Linked DNA regions of Sus scrofa: all the other regions are linked to region 2. A link is a contact called in public promoter capture Hi-C data. All regions are on one chromosome and are shown on one strand. Each heading gives the region's core, a stretch centred on a gene start, on an enhancer-like site or on the middle of the called end of the contact. The rest is flanking DNA. Distances are from core to core; before and after follow the strand shown.

Region 1 (3,366 bases), core at 463-2,962, 960 kb after region 2:
ACAGTAACATTCACCATAACAATCAAATCCTTTCCGGATCCTGCTCCCAGTGGAAAGGTGCAAATTACCTGCAAGGATCATTCCAAAACTCCAAGAAAGGGGAGTAGTGTATATATAAAGAGGATCTAGGGGTGAAATTTTACCTCAGTTTATCTTCAATTAGGTATGATAAGAATTTTTTGGCTTTAAATTTCACCTCCTCTATAACTACGTATTGAATGCTTACAATGTATTTTTTTTTCAAGAGGAATTAAATGAATACCTTTAATATCTTAGAGTGGTGTCCAGCACATAAGTGCTCAATAAATGTTAGCTGATTATTCAATTTAATACAGGAATACACTTTTTTTTTTTTTTTTTTTTGGTCTTTTTGCCATTTCTTGGGCTGCTCCTGCAGCATATGGAGGTTCCCAGGCTAGGGGTCGAACTGGAGCCATAGCCACAGCAACACGGGATCCGAGGGGCATCTGCAACCTACACCACAGCTCACGGCAACGCCGGATCCTCAAACCACTGAGCAAGGCCAGGGAGGGAACCAGCAACCTCATGGTTCCTAGTCGGATTCGTTAACCACTGAGCCACCACGGGAACTCCAGGAGTACACTGTTTTTATAAATATTGAGTCACAGTTTTCTCATCTGTAAAGTGAGGGTAATATTATATACTCCCTTTATAGAATCGAAGAGGAAATAAAATATACTGAATACAAAGAATTTGATGTTTCCCCACTATGATTATTCATTCTCCTAGAATTCAACTCACAGTGTCCAAGAGGATCTAAATAACCCCACCCCCCGCAAGAAGGCAATGACTTTTCTAAGACCTAGGAACTTTTTCCTTATGGGTCCCTTCCTAAGATATTAAAAATAATTATTTTATGATTACATTCTATAAAACCATTACGATCCAGGCTGGATTCACCATCACATAATGCATTAACATTCTGGTCCTTTTCTTTCTGATTTTAAAATAAATTTAAGTTAAAACATTTTCGTAGACACCTAAAAATATCATCATGAAGGCACTGTGCCTACCAGATGAGTTAGCCCAGAGCCTCGTCACCTGTCTGTATATTATTACTTAGCATGGGTGGGCTCCTCAGCAACGTGATTTCCCACCTTGTGAGACTGAAATGTAGCCCAGGTGGAACATATAAAGAATCTGGTGCCTGAGAAAGATGGGTCTCAGCCCTGTGCCTTTCTAACCGCAGCTTCATCCTCAAATTAGCACCAACAGATCAGGTGAATGACGAAGTGTCTCACAAATTCTAATTAATAACTTTGACATGATCGATCTAATTCAGGAAATTCTCAGTCTCCTCACACAGCCCATGCTCCTTCTCTCAAGCCGCAAGTCCTCAATTTCTCCCCGCTCCCTCCGGATTCCACCAAGGTGACCCGGGAAAAGTCCTCTGTCTCTCCTGCCGCATTCCCTGACCGCGCTTTCTCCCAAAGCCAGCACTCACCGCCAGTCTTAGGAAAGCCATGGGTGAGGAAACCCCCGAATCCAAACCGTGTGCCAAGGCGGCTGCGGGACAGAGTGGCCACAGCAGTGACTGAAGCCCGCTGCAACAAACTCATTGCCGCCATGGCTACTATGGGCGAGAGAAGGGCGGGGAGGAGTAACGGGAGCCGAGAGTGTCAATTTCCTAACAAGGGCGAAGCCGGAAAATAGCCATGTTGACTGAGGGCAAAGCCAATTTCAGTGCTCGTTATCAGTCCGCGTGAGACACAGGAAGTGACGCCATTGTTGGCGGAAATACAGTTTGCTTACTGATCCGAAAAAAAATGGCTGCAGCCGGTTTGGCTGTGTTCTGTAGAAGAGTCTCGGCCGCCCTGAAGGCGTGTAGGTTGTTAATACGTCCTCAGGCCCCTCCTAGCACAAGGTAAGCGATGTGAGTAGTCTGTCCGCATCTCTAACTTTGGCTCATGTTTGGTTGCTGAGATGCTGAGAATGCTCAAGGATGGAAAGGCCGTTGGGATGGCTGGGCCCAAACCCACCTCTGTCAAGAGTAAGTGACCTTGGAGAAGTCTCCCACGTAAGATATTGCCGTCTTTCTCACACATTTTGTTCCACTTACTGTGGGGGGGGGGGTCTGTAAAAACCCAGTATTTTTAAAATTAAACCTAGAGGTACAGTTTGGCTGGGAGAGGTGGGAAAAACTTCACTGAAGAGCTTTTGGTTATGGAACTGAAAGCTCTGTCACGTTCGGGTGGATTTAAAAAAAAAAAAAAAAGGCGAGTCGGGATGGTGAGGAGTTTGTACTCCCAGAGTCTGTCATAAAGAGATTATTCAGTAAATATTGAGTGAATACATGAAAGTAGCCAAATGAATGGAAAGTCACCCTGCAGGTATTAGAAAAGAATATCCTACATGTGGCGCTCATTTCTAGAAAGACCGCTGTCTTCTGGACAGACCAATCATTTTTAGCGTTAAGGTATATCGTTTCCTCCTTTTTATTAACTTTTTTTTTTTTTTTTTTTTTTTTGCCTCAACCTCTGCACGTAGAATATCCCTGGCCAGGGATGGTACCCGAGCTGCAGTTGTGGTCTGTTCCCCTGTGATCTTTAACCCCCTAAGCCAAAAGGGAACAACTTTTGTTTTTAATGAATTGAATTTTATAAATAGTTGGGCATGTTATTTTTTTTTTTAAAGGAAGTAATGTATGTGCTTTTTTTTATAGAGAGAGTCTTAAAGTTTATTTTGGTAGACTTGCATTTATAGTCACTGGTTTAAAGTAGTTACTTTTCAGAGACGATTCTTTGAAGAAGATGCAAAGATTTCACCCTTTATTTTCAAATATGCATAGTAGTGCCCCAGGAATAAGGACTCTCCATCTTTGCCGGAGAGCAAACAGATCTATAGAATGTAAGCCTAAAATGACTCTTTTATGCACTCTGAAACTGCCAGATGAGGCTGGCTTCTCTCCTGGTTCTCAGACTCAAGGGTGAGGGCTGACCATGTGGTAGTCCTCCGGCATGTATGGGGCAGGGGAGGCTGCAAGCAGCCCCTATCTGGGCCTTGCACCCACCCCTCCTTGGGCTACTTGATCCCATGTTAGGCGTCAATGTGCTGCAGCAGCGAACCCCACCGGACACAATTACTTCTGACTTTGCTCCCTGCACTGTACATGCTGCTAGGAAGACAAGCGCCAAGGAGCACTGACCCAGCATGGCACTTAAGGAAGCCCTGCTACTGCTGTGTCCTATTTTAGGGCATTCGTCCTCAAGAATTACTCTGAAATTTGCCACCAGCCCAGAGGGAAGGGTGTCTTGCCTTTTACATAACTTAGTAGATGCTCAATGCACAGCCTCTAAACGCAGGCGCAATTCAAATATCCTGAAAGCACAGGCTAGTCCTGAGGTT
Region 2 (3,399 bases), core at 584-3,083:
GTGCTTGTTAAATATAAAATTAAAATTTGTCCAGCAGGTAGGAGAGTTCCAATGAAAATGAAATGTGAATTCTCCAAAGGTTAGGTCTGTTATCTAGTTGGCGATACCTTCTGCTTTTCTTCCATTTTCATCTGTCTTAATAGACAATAAATATCAAACCTTTTAAATTAAAGTGAAATGTTTTAAATTCAGGTCATTTACTTTGGGCAAAGTATCTCATAGATAGTGGATTTGTTTTTAAATTGTCCACGTGCAGATATCTAGTAGCAAATGCTAATAAAGGTAACGTTCATCTAGAATAACCACAGGTTACCAATCTCATCATGTCCACTGGTATCTTTTTGAGCATTTTAAAAAGGTCACCACCCCTCCCAACCCAAACCCCTAAAACTAGAAGTGGTGGAGGAGTAGATAACTATATTACTGCCAATAATTTTTTAAAAAGAAATAGTGCTTTATTTTTCTCCAAATAATACTTATTTCTCAAAACTATGTCTGCAGAATACACTTAATTACAACTGGATACAAAGACATAATTCTTGCATTGAGATGACACGTTATCAAAAACAGAGACAATCAAATAACTGAAGAGTGAGTAACTTACTGTGATTTCTAAGTGGGATATATCTCTCATAATGCCACTGCCTAAACAAATCAACACCATGAAAAACCCAAATTCCCGAATGGAACTAATTCTTCCAATCACTATATCACCACGCTCAATATCTCGGAAAAACAGCTCTCTTCGGTCCATACCAGGTATCTCCATGAACTGCTCTAAAGGTGGCATGACTGCATAATGATCTGAAAAAATAATTAACAAAACAGTACTAACAACAGCTTTGCATTCGATTTCACTTGAAGTGGTGTTAAACCAAACCGCAATCAAAACTCACCTTCATTATCTTCATTAATTTCAGAAGTTGTAGGTGTACCTGATTTCCAGGAAAGTGCAAAAAGCAGATCCGCTTTTTTGGAAATGAATTTTTGTATTTCAATGTTGTCAACTTTCTTCTCTTTTCTTAAAAAAAAACAAAAGTTATGAAAACTGGTTTATCTACAAAACCTTTTAGTACGTCCAAGCTTCTGCTCTCGGTTTTCAATGCCCAATCGGGTCCATCTTAAGCTCTTGGCCGTACGCCTTCTGAAAAAATGTTTTAACCTCATTTGCCAGCCCAGATAGAGGGCGGGGAAACATAAAAAATGTGACACCCGCGCAGTTCCAGATACAGAAGCCCCGGGGGATTTTACTAAAGAATCAGCGCCTCCGGTAGGCAGTACCAGATTTAAAAAGTTCAGTCCCCATCTTGCCCTCACACCAGGAGTGTGAACCCTCCTCCACACTGCCCTCGGAACCAGCGCCACAATCACCACGCGCTCACAACACCGCTCCGCTCCTAGAAGGCTCAGGCGCCCGACTGCGGCAGTGGAACCCCGAGCTGTCCCCTTTCCCCGTCTCGCAGCGGCGCCCCTATCCCATTACCTGCCCTGTAACTGCTGCTGGGGTGGCGGGCCCCGCGGAGGCTCTGCCACCGAGCCCAGGAGGCTCCGGAAGTGCGGATTGTCCTGCTGTTCGCTCCGGAGCAGGGAGAGCAATGAAGGCCCGTGGAAATTCAGTGACTGCCGCAGAAGGTCCCGGTCCATGGTGAGAGACGGCTGGGCCCAACAACCAATGGGCTGCCTGTCCACTGTTCTGGGCCCACTACTTCAGCCGGGTGGTCCCGGAATCTGAGGAGGGAGCCTGCAAGCCGCCGGAAGCATACATCCCAGACACCTACAGAGTGACCTCCCGGAAGTGTTCTGAATCCGCCCCTAGCGGCGGTGCCGCGCAGCCAGTCTCGGTCTCGCGAAATTGAGCGAGATTACGGAAGCCGGAAGGATTGGTCAAGGTTTTCCGGAGCTAAGGGCCAACTACGGCTCTGAGGTAGCGTTGCGTGTGACAAGTTTGTTTCTTAAAATTTCCGAGGTGTTAGTGCATTGAAACGGTCTGAGCTCTAATCTGTGGTAAATAATTCATTATCTTGTTAGCGAGGACCTTCCAAGTGCCAGTGTCAGGATGAGAACCCCAAACCTTAAAGTTTCTTCCCTCAGGTACTTGCTGGGTAAACCACTACCTACGCCTCAGGCACAACCACGTTAAAACGACCGCTCTGGGAAATTTCCTGGTAGGCTAAAGGGCGGAAGAAAGGAAGGACACTAACATTTGTTAAGCACCGGAGTTGTGTTCTCCATCCATATCTTGATCACTGTTAGTGATTTTAGATTTAATTTAAAACCAGAATGGCTTTAATGCCTAGACATTGCATATATACATTCTTTTTATTTCTCTAAGTGGTTTCTCAAAATTTAGTGTCCATAAAGTTTACTATATAGTTTGTTTCCGTTGAAATCAATATTAAAATACTTAAGTGTAATTCAGGTGATTTTCAAAGGTAATTGTGACTTAGGCTCTTTGCCCCCTTTTCCCTTTTTTAATTGCCATACCCGCGGCTTATGAAAGTTCCCAGGCACAGGAGACTGAACAGGAGCCCCAGCTGTAACCTATTGCATAGCTGCAAGTTACTCCACAGCTGTGGCAACGTGGGATCCTTAAACCTACTGGGGCCGGGATGCAACCCACAACTCCACAGTGACCCAAACCGCTGCATTCGGCACCACTGTGGAGGAACTACCCCCACCCTATCCCTTACTTATTGACTTGAGAACCTAACCACTGTACCTCCTTGTACTCTCATTTTAGAGACTGAGGAAAACGATCAAGAGATTCAATAAATTGCTCAGCGTCACCCAGCTGGCAAAAGGCTGGAGTTAGAATTCTAACGTAGGTCTGAATAAATTTCAGAGTTGCTAGACAAAATGTTTTTATTATATGGAAGGGCTAACTTATTCTAATACTGAGATAATGCGTTTTTGTTTTATTGCAGTATATTAAAATCTGTACTATTTAAATATGTGTAGTTTAGGCCTTTTGAGCAAAAATAAATAGCAGCAGTTATTTTTCCACCTCTCCAGCTATGTGTATTTGGTGAGATCTCTTTGACCTTCACTGTCTCACCACCTGGATAGAAGACCCAGACCTAGTGAATAACTTCACACTGTTTTGTAAAAAATCCAAGCAAAAAGGTAAACAGTCTACTAAGACTTGAGAAAATGGAATAAAGAATGTAAGTTTAAAAGATAATAAATTTCAGAGTTCCCACTGTGGTGTAGTGGGTTAAGAATCCAACTGCAGTGACTCAGGTGGCTGCAAAAGTGTGTGTTTGATCCCCAGCCTGCCACAGTGGATTAAGAGATCTAGCTTTACTCCACCTGGGGCATGGGTCACAGCTAGGGTTTGTATTCAGTCCCTGGCCCAGGGAACTTCCATGCCATTAAAAAAAAAAAAAAAAAAAAAAAGGA
Region 3 (3,136 bases), core at 554-3,053, 830 kb after region 2:
ATTACTAATAATTTCCTCCACATTAAGCTAACTCTAAACCAACCACTGGGTCAAATTTCATAGGTGCCCAAGTAGGTTCCCTGAATAAATCCTCTACAAAAATCTCAGTCAGACGGGGACGGAGGAAAAGCTGAAGAGCTTTTGAAAAGAGCAAGCCAAACACTGGGTCCACTCTTGTTCAGTCAACCATGCATGACTAAACGGCAGTATCTCTGGTGCAAGTTTCTACATGATGAAGTCCATTGCTCATCCCCATTACCCTTGTTGGTCGCCGCCTCCATGGCCACGGGTAACTGCATCAGGTAATCCACCCTCTCCATGTAGCGGACTTTCCGGGTCTGACAGCACTGAATGCGTTCTTCCACCAAAAACCGAAAAACGTCACTTGGGTTTTCTGAGCCAATGCGGTTCCTCTGAAGGTTGGATTATATCAGGTTAGTAAATTCATGAATATTAAGCCCTGAATGAAAATTAGCATAAAATCACACATAAATCTGGTGTAAAGACCTGGTGCTACCAAATGTTCCCTCTGGGCATGCCAGTTCACCAGAGAACTTCAAAGCAAAAGACTGGTATTTACCTAAAGTCCAAACATGGCAGATTGGTCAAATAAATTATAGTTCATCATGTGAATTAACATTATGCAGCCATTAAAAGTCATGGCAGAGACTTTTTCTGACCTAGATAGAACTAGAAGAAAGGAGATGAGGAAACCCAATTAAAGAAAAAGGAGGAAAAAAAAAAAAATCAAGGACTGCCCTGGAAAAACTAATCCATGTATGATACGATTATGTAAATGCACTAATGCAAATTATATAAAAATCAAAAAGAAGTCACGTTATATTCAAGTATGTAATGACATGGCAAAACATTCACAAATGAAAATCAGCATGCAAAGAATTGATTTCACCTGGAAAATCACCAGGGTGGGGGGGTCAGACACCAAAATATCAGCATTGATCATTCGTGGGGCTGGTAGCATGGAGGTTTTGGTTTTCTCCTTTGTGCCTTTCTGTTTCCACAAGGAACACATTTGTCATCAGGAAAAAAAATAGTTGTTTCTTTTCAGAGGGGAAAAAAGCCTTTAATCATGAATTCTCCGTAGCCTTTAAAAACCACAGCATTTAATGTGATTTGCCTCTGCTCTGAGCCAAGAGTGACTGTCTCGGAGTGATGGCAGGAGGACACCAAATACCATGCGGGACTCTCAGGAAGCATGTTGCAGGGACAAAAAAAAAACAAAAACAGCGAATAGAAATAATGGATCAACACTCCTATAACACGTTCAAATTAAGAGGAGAACAGGCAGACCCAGAAGTGCCCAGGAGGGTGATTATATCAAATGGGCCCAGAGGAGGAAGCCCCAAAGAACCAATTCTGAATTAGGTGGGGAGGGGGGCGTTCCAGCCACATCAGCGGGGACTGCATGCAAGGGCGGGGCACACTTCTTACAACTCTTTCCAGCATTTTGAAAGACTGATTCACCTCTACTAGATTCACCAGGTGTAAGAAAAATTCTTGGGCATCCTGCTGTCTGTTGGAAGAGAATTCTGGGTGGCTCTTGCTCACAAAGGCCTTAAACATTCGTGGAGAGATCCCATTCTGTTGAGGCTGAAAAATGAAAATAACCAATTCACAACACTTTCATACACATTAGCAGCACTAAGTGGGAAACAGAGTGGCGATTACCATTAGCCCTGACTTGCAGATAAGAAAACTCAAGCCCACAGAAGCTAAATAGTGATAGTGGCCAACATGCACTGGATGTTGACTATGTACCAGGCATGAGAACAGGACTCTTCCTGCTGACTCAGAACTAAAGGCGTGATAAACACCCCACTTTCTGTCCTTATAGGACTTGCTCCTCAGTGGGCATATGGGTCCATGACAGCCTATTTCAGAGCAGGCTAGTGATGCATTGGCAGGGGGTGGGGAGGGTCCTCTGAAGGAAGTTACAGGAGAGGAGGGCTCTGCAGCCTCTCCCATGTGGGAAGATGAGAGAAACCCTGGTGGAGACTGGGGTACCAGCAAGAAAAACCAATGGCTCCGCGCCCCAGGCAACTGCTGCAGAGCTCCTGGGCTCTGAGTGTACCTGCCTGGGGCTGTTTCTGGAGCAGAACACAGGGAGCTCTCAGGAACTTGCCTTTACCCGGAGAAGCATAGGAGGCTGGCTGCAACTGCCAGGATGGGAAAAGCAGAGACAACTCTGGCTGACAAGGATGTGTGGGCTTCTTCTGGGGCTAAAAGGAGAGCTCAGAAGGCAGTCAGGCCCCGCCAGAGAGGGCACCATATAAGACGATGGGATGGCGGCTGAAGAGGCTCAGGCAGGAGCTGGGATGGGGATATAGAGGTTGTCGGTCTCTAAATCAGAGACGGAACTAAAACCAAGATCCTCTGCCACGTTTATGATGAACCTCTCAATCTAAACTTTACTCCCTTTCTTGTTCCACACTGGTTCCTTCTTAAGATTGAGGAACATCAAAGAAAAAGGTAGACTGAAACCATGTATAAGCCCTTGAGTCCTTGTGGGCTTTTCCTTTTTTTTTTTTTTTTTTTTCGCTTTTTTTAGGGCTGCACCCACAGTATATGGAGGTTCCCAGGCTGGGGGTAGAATCTGAGCTGTAGCTGCCGGCCTACACCACAGCCACAGCAACGCAGGATCCGAGCTGCATCTGTAACCTACACCACAGCTTACCGAAACACCAGATCCTTAACCCACTGAGCGAGGCCAGGGCTCAAACCTGCGTCCTCATGGATTCCAGTCAGATTCATTAACTGCTGAGCCACGACCGAAACTCCTAGTCCTTATGTTTTGAAGTAAAAGGCTTTTCCTTTAACCTCCCAGGCCTCCCCTCAGTTTCAAAAGACTGACTCAAGGGTTAATGATTAGGAAATATTTCTACAGCTAAAAACTAGTTAAAACAGTCTCCATTATGTTATGTCCTTAACCCACTAACTTACTCTAACTGGCTTTTCACAAATAATTTCTTCCTTGCTTAATTGCTTTCTTTTTCTAACGGTTACTTTCTAGTTAGAGTTTTATCACACCTGGTGTTTTCTTTTGAAACACTCCCTAACACCCACATCCTTTTCTGGGCAATCTTCACTGCAAAGCGATGGTCATGATGCGATAACC

What was found. Promoter capture Hi-C pulls out the DNA fragments that hold promoters and counts their contacts.
Region 1: a contact with region 2 is called in a promoter capture Hi-C map of fetal liver, with 5 times the contacts expected there. The contact joins the promoter of NDUFB5 here to the promoter of TTC14 in region 2. A contact is called at or near these places in 2 of 5 promoter capture datasets (fetal liver and liver), 4 of 47 Hi-C or Micro-C datasets (fetal skeletal muscle, heart right ventricle and liver) and 1 of 2 datasets of contacts at active chromatin or transcription factors (skeletal muscle).
Region 3: a promoter capture Hi-C map of fetal liver shows a contact between it and region 2, with 4 times the contacts expected there. The contact joins the enhancer-like site here to the promoter of TTC14 in region 2. A contact is called at or near these places in 2 of 5 promoter capture datasets (fetal liver and fetal skeletal muscle) and 6 of 47 Hi-C or Micro-C datasets (brain, embryonic fibroblasts, fetal skeletal muscle and 3 more).

What each region holds. Positions count from the first base shown.
Region 1 is chr13:117,654,757-117,658,122 of Sscrofa11.1, reverse strand. NDUFB5 (NADH dehydrogenase [ubiquinone] 1 beta subcomplex subunit 5, mitochondrial) reads right to left here and starts at 1,712. Exons shown (of 6, transcript XM_003132546.2): 1 at 1,466-1,712. The coding sequence starts at 1,589. It overlaps MRPL47 (39S ribosomal protein L47, mitochondrial), which reads left to right and starts at 1,735. Exons shown (of 7, transcript XM_003132547.4): 1 at 1,735-1,885. The coding sequence starts at 1,788.
Region 2 is chr13:118,612,828-118,616,226 of Sscrofa11.1, reverse strand. TTC14 (tetratricopeptide repeat protein 14) reads right to left here and starts at 1,833. Exons shown (of 12, transcript XR_002338123.1): 1 at 1,484-1,833; 2 at 897-1,021; 3 at 605-804. LOC102167959 (a long non-coding RNA gene) reads left to right here and starts at 1,809. Exons shown (of 7, transcript XR_002338126.1): 1 at 1,809-1,924.
Region 3 is chr13:117,780,293-117,783,428 of Sscrofa11.1, reverse strand. It overlaps USP13 (ubiquitin carboxyl-terminal hydrolase 13), which reads right to left. Exons shown (of 21, transcript XM_021071212.1): 11 at 1,486-1,611; 12 at 260-413. Among named protein-coding and RNA genes, the nearest start is that of USP13, 82 kb to the right of the region's middle. Within about 2 kb of position 1,803, at least 1 of the 83 cell types and tissues checked has an H3K27ac peak or open chromatin away from gene starts, as enhancers often do. A contact at or near this core is called in fetal liver, where this site is marked.